Regions from separate parts of the Mus musculus genome. Here region 2 is linked to region 1. The links are chromatin contacts, called in public promoter capture Hi-C maps. All regions are on one chromosome and are shown on one strand. Each heading gives the region's core, a stretch centred on a gene start, on an enhancer-like site or on the middle of the called end of the contact. The rest is flanking DNA. Distances are from core to core; before and after follow the strand shown.

Region 1 (2,742 bases), core at 72-2,571:
CAATAAGAAACTTGATGTTATCTGGTCTTTTTGGAGTCTTGATGAGAGCCACAGGATACCTCTACCTCCCACGGACAGTGTATCATTAGATGGACTACGATAGAGCCCACCCAGAGTTAGGCCTCTAAGTGGCCACAACCACTGAGGAAACCACTCCTTTCTGGATTATAACCCTGTTAGGTGGTTCCAGTTTTGAAACACCTACACAGTCTTAGTTTAGTTCTTTTCCTTTCCTTTTTCCAGGTGCCGCTCGGATGTGTAATTATTCCCCATACCCCCAGAATGTTTCCCATTGTCCTAGGAGCTCCCAATGTCCTTACTGCCATTGGGAGGCGGGGGATCAAGGAGGAGACAGATGTCTTATTTTTCAATGAACATTCTTAAAGGTGAGCCATGTATCAGGATGGCACACGACTCTTCAAAGAAATTATTTTCTCAGAGGCAAAAGGAGGAGCAGGGCGCTTGGTTTCTGGTGCACTGCTGATTTCTAAGGCCCGGGATGAAGTCTGTAAGCTTTCATTGTCTTAAGGGAAACTTAGCCTTTTTTTCATCGCGATCTGCTGCCCTCTGATGAGATGACTGGAAGAGAAAGCGCTTAGAACAGGAGGGTCTCTAAACTAGAGTTTTCCCCAGAAACAGTACTTTGAGAACAGTTCGTCTGAGAACTGTTGGGGAACGTTACAGGTTCACTCAGTTATTGTGTCCTCTCTAGAAGGAATATTCGTGCTGGTCTTTTTGTTTCTCGAAATAAAGTCCGCAGAGTTGCCCAACAGTTTAGATAATAACTCTGTAAGACGTCTAATATGTCAGTTGTTCCAACACTCTAGGCTTCTTCTATCACATCCTTCTTCTGACTGACTACCCACTAGCTGGTTCCCATAGGAAACTGCCCAGCAGACCTAGTCATCTTGCATCAGTCACAAACCCGAATCATTTCGAAAACGTTGCCCTTTTTGGAATAAAGGCGGGCATTTATTTCATCTAGCGATGAATTTTGTCACAGTGGTGTCAGGATAAAAAATAAGTCCAGCGTCGTTCTCCCTCACCCAGTCCTGCAGGCGTGAGGCGCGCAGCCGTGGGGAAATCCTGGCCACTGTCTGGGATGCTATTCGCACGCGTTCCTGGAGCCTCGGCTAGCCAGCCCCCGCAAGGCCGCACGCTGTGCGCAGACACCCGAGTCTAGGGAGCGCGAGTGTCACTCGGCACGCCGAAGACCTCGGGGTTTGGAGCGGCGGCGGCAGCGGGGCAGCGGCGACCCCGCGCCCGGGGCTCATTAGGAGCGGAGCTGCCAGGCTCACTGTAGGACCCGAGCCGCGAGCCCAGTCGCGTGGGGGGGGGGGGGGAGGAGGAGCAGGGAGCATGCTCGTCACTCACCCCGATTGGCCAATGAGCGCCGCGTCTTGGTTGCCTATGACCAATAGGAAGAGAGAAAATTTGTGAGTGGCGTTTGAGAAGGGCGGGAGAAAGGGAACCTGGGAGCGAAGTTGAAGCTAAACCCGGTAAGCTATAAAGAAGTTACAGGGGGGCGCTTTGGGCTCCCAATTAGGAACAGTACCGGCTCCCAACACTACGGAGGACTCGGACTCGGAAAACACCTCTCCTGTCCCCAGCCTGTGTTCTCCTCCCGCTGCTACCTACCCCTCCCCCATTCATGCCCATGGGAAGGTGGCCCAGGCACACTCTGCGGGCTGCGGGTGACAGCCGGGAGGCTGCCGCTGAGGCTCCGCAAGCGCGCAGGCTTGAAAGCAGTTAGGGGGCGGGAGCCTTAGCAGCCTCCGCGGCTCTCGAGGACGTAAGGTAGGTGAGGAGCCAAGAGCTCCAGGTGATGCCTACGAGGGGCTGTCGCGCGTGCCACCTGTTAACTCTGCGCTGCGGTGCCCTGTGTGCAACTGCGGGAGTCCCCGGGGGTTTGATGCATAAGCAGCACTTCTCCAGGAACCCCTCAGACGTGAACCCCGCCGGGGAGAGGCAGCCGGAGTCCGGGGCAGTGGAGGAATTCTGCACGGCTGGATAGCCTGGCTTGGCGCGCACGGCCGGCCGAGCTCTCCGCAGACGCGCATTTAGCCGTCGGTGCTACATCCCGGCCGCGGCGAGCGGAAGCCCAGCCTGTCCCGGGACCGACCTGCCCAAGTTTTAAATACCCAGGGCTGTGACGAGCAGAGTATGAGCGCAGAGGCCCTTTGGGGCCCGGTTGGCTGAATTATAGTGGGTTTGAGTTTAGCCACAGATGTCTTATTCCTTGGTGTTCTTGTCTTCGTAGTGATCTGAAAGAAGTTACCCGCGATTCCTGTTTCCTACAAACCAGCTCAGAACCAGAGGAGTTGGAAAACAAACGTCGGGTATTATTATGTCGATTTCCCAAGGACCCGGGTTCTTACCGCGGATCAGATGAAAAGGTTGGCTCCTCGGGAGTCCTTCCAGCATTTTATACTTAGAGTCCCAAAGGATTGCCCGGATTTGCCGTGAACCAGCAGCTTTCTTTTATACTTACACCTCACGTTTTCAAGAAAGTATTTTGTTTGCCGCATTGCCCTGTCCATCATTCGTGTCTTCCCGGAGCAAACTTCAGCCTCCTGTTTAAAGTTATGTTTTTACCGAGTGTGATCTCTAATTGAAAGTTAACTTTTGGTTTTGGATGAGTCTGTGGAGTTTACGTTGTAAGAAGAAAGGGAGCCCGAGACACGATGAAAGAAAAGTCTAAAAATGCTGCCCGAACGAGGAGGGAGAAAGAAAACAGTGAAT
Region 2 (2,770 bases), core at 221-2,720, 440 kb after region 1:
AAATAATTTCATTGCTTATAATATTTGGTTAAGTTAGTAGGTACTTAAATTTACATTATTGTTTTAAAATGCTCAAATTCATGGAGATACCTTGAGACAAAACTCTGAATACTTTTAGGTAACTGCAAAATAATCATGTAGTAAGATAGGCTGTGGAACAGTCCACAGGGAAGGAATGGATAGATCAATGAAATTGTGTTGAGGAAAGAAGTGATTGTTGAGTTTGATCACCCTTTTACATGGTGGAAGGATGAGAGAAAGAGCACAACAGAAGAGTTAAACATAGGCAGATCTTGGAAACTGGATAGTTGTGAAGACAGCATCAGGATGTAAGTTAGAAAGCAGAGGTAAAGACAGATATCAGACAGGAAAAGGATCCTAAATAAAAGACAGTACTTGATGGTTCAAAAAACTGAGAAGTTAAGGAGCAACCAAGGCAAAAAATAAACACTAGGGTGATATCTAAAGTGAATTGTTCTCCTGTGTCTTTATTTTGACTTTGTTTTATCATGCAATGACAAATGCTATAGACCTACTTGGACTTTGGGAATGATGGTCCAGAGTGCTCTTATAGGTAGCTGCCCACAACTACACAAATTGGGTTCCTGAAAGGGAGTCTGGGGATGCATGGGGGAAAAAAAATGTCGAGAGAAATAACAAGACCAAGACAAAGATACTGATCAAGGTTCGACGTTTACTTAAGAGTCTGAGCTTATATAGAGGGCAATCCCAATCCCCACCACACCAGAATCTCGTTTCATCAGGATAGTGTCAGGAGAACAGGTTTAGCCTCTCAACACATAGCAGAGTCTTTGAGGAAATGGCAGAGATGGCAGAACAATAGACCTATCTAGGTTGGAAGACTCCACCCTAGGTGGCCTAGCTCATAGTGGCAGGTCTGAGCCAGCCTGCTCAAGGCTGGGGGAGGCTAAAATTCCTCCCTAATTATATAATAAAAATTAGCTAGACTGGAACATAAAATTTACTTATGGTCCATGGTCTTGTCTGGAAATTGTGGTGGCTGGTGGCTGTGCCTGTCTTAGGACTTTGGTCTCATTGAACTTATTCTTATCCGTCCTGGAGAACACATGCAGCTTGTTTGTGTTTATTTGCACAAACATGGCTCTATGGTATTATTATGAATAAACCATGGCCTCTTGGCACATACCTCTGTCTTAGATTGAAATAAGTCATAGACCCAGTGGCTCATCCTTGGCTGCCGGCCCTCATTGCACACCTTTTTCCGCAATCAGACCAAAGTCACAATATGCACTCAATGCATCTCTTTATACTGATGAATTACTGCCATCTATGCTTGTTGAAGTCAAGCCTGACTGGGAGGTAACTGAACTCCTTGAAATACAAAGCTTAAAGTTGAAAAGCAACAGGAGTAAGGTTGTTTGTCAGGGAAGTCCAGGTACTCTACTCAGTTGCAAATTAGCAAGGATCAAGCCCAAGTTCTGGCCTCCCAGTGTGGGGGAGGTGACTTTGAGAATCAACAGAAAAGCTGCTACTTCTCATGTAAATAGGCTATGTTCCAAGTTAACTCTGCTGGCTAATAAGGATTTTTAGCTATCTTCATAATAGGAATCTCTAATATTGGACTTATTTCTAGACCAGTCCATGATTGAATCAGAATAACTGGTCACATTAAAGGAAAAAGAAAAGTCACTATAACTCCTCCTTTTGAATAATTTTTCTAAGTCAGTTTCCACAGTCTCTAATGTTCTCTGTCTCATAAGGTTGAAAAGCTTGAAGCAAGGCAGCTTAGCTTGTCTAATCTGGGACAAAGTCAAGCAAAGGTAGGTCAAGAACATATACTCAATACAGCTATCTTGTCACCATTGTCAGGGCCCCCAGCAAGCCCACAGGTCAGCCTGTCACAAGAATCATTCTGGCAGCTGGAAAAAAACACAAACATGGCCTCTTCCCCATATTAAATACCTGTTCAGGATCATGCCATATGCCACTAAGTGGATCCTTTTCATCTCACCTAGGCATGAGTATGCCTAGTTTTAAGATACTATAAGGCACTCTGCAAGTTCTTTGACATTCAAATTTTAAAATTTTAAAAATAAAAAGTATGATTTAAATAATGTGCATGGGGATATAATTCTTGCCCTTCTTTGTTTTTTAAGAAGATACAGTTTTTAAAGTTCTACAATACCTTGTCCTTGAGAATTATAAAAAAATCTCAGTAACATTGGTATCATTAAATTGTTGACAAAACATCTCAGATACTAGACTGTAATAGCCAGTTCCAATATCTGTTTTAATTTGATTTGGAACACCAAGCATAAAAAAAAAATTAACATAGGCAATGACTAATGACATTTTTAGCTGCTTCTCTTATTAGAGCAGTTGCAACTAGAAAGCCTGAAAAGCTATCAATAGTCACATGTGCATATTTTATTTTATTTTTTTAAATCAGAAGTATGAGTATCCATTTGCAATAATTGATTAAGTATAAGTCCTCAAGAATTAACACCATTATGTGGAACAGGTAGAAACTGAGGACACTGAGAACAAGTCTTTACAATTTGACACACATATTCTCAAAAATACCAAATTATTATCTCAAGCCATTATTATTTTGATGATGTAAAGAATGAGATTATATGGCCAATTATTCTTGTGTAAGGCCTATAATCTGCCTGGGATGTAAATCTAGCATGGCATCACCTTAAGAGGTCTTGTCCAGGCAATCTAGAATGAGTTCTTAAATGTCCAATGACAGTTCTTTAAAAGAACAGCATTTTTCTTAACTTGA

The links. Promoter capture Hi-C pulls out the DNA fragments that hold promoters and counts their contacts.
Region 2: a contact with region 1 is called in a promoter capture Hi-C map of stem cell-derived epiblast-like cells, with 2.1 times the contacts expected there. The contact joins the enhancer-like site here to the promoter of A230054N11Rik in region 1. A contact is called at or near these places in 1 of 39 promoter capture datasets (stem cell-derived epiblast-like cells), 5 of 115 datasets of contacts at active chromatin or transcription factors (embryonic basal ganglia, embryonic midbrain, embryonic stem cells and 2 more) and 1 of 9 other capture datasets (embryonic stem cells).

Annotation. Positions count from the first base shown.
Region 1 is chr10:50,893,213-50,895,954 of GRCm38.p6, forward strand. It overlaps A230054N11Rik (a long non-coding RNA gene), which reads right to left and starts at 1,322. Exons shown (of 2, transcript XR_871640.2): 1 at 1-1,322. It overlaps Sim1 (single-minded family bHLH transcription factor 1), which reads left to right and starts at 2,439. Exons shown (of 11, transcript NM_011376.3): 1 at 2,439-2,742. The coding sequence starts at 2,685.
Region 2 is chr10:51,328,176-51,330,945 of GRCm38.p6, forward strand. No RefSeq gene overlaps it. Among named protein-coding and RNA genes, the nearest start is that of Gm35917, 140 kb to the left of the region's middle. Within about 2 kb of position 1,471, at least 4 of the 459 cell types and tissues checked have an H3K27ac peak or open chromatin away from gene starts, as enhancers often do. A contact at or near this core is called in embryonic stem cells and stem cell-derived epiblast-like cells, where this site is marked.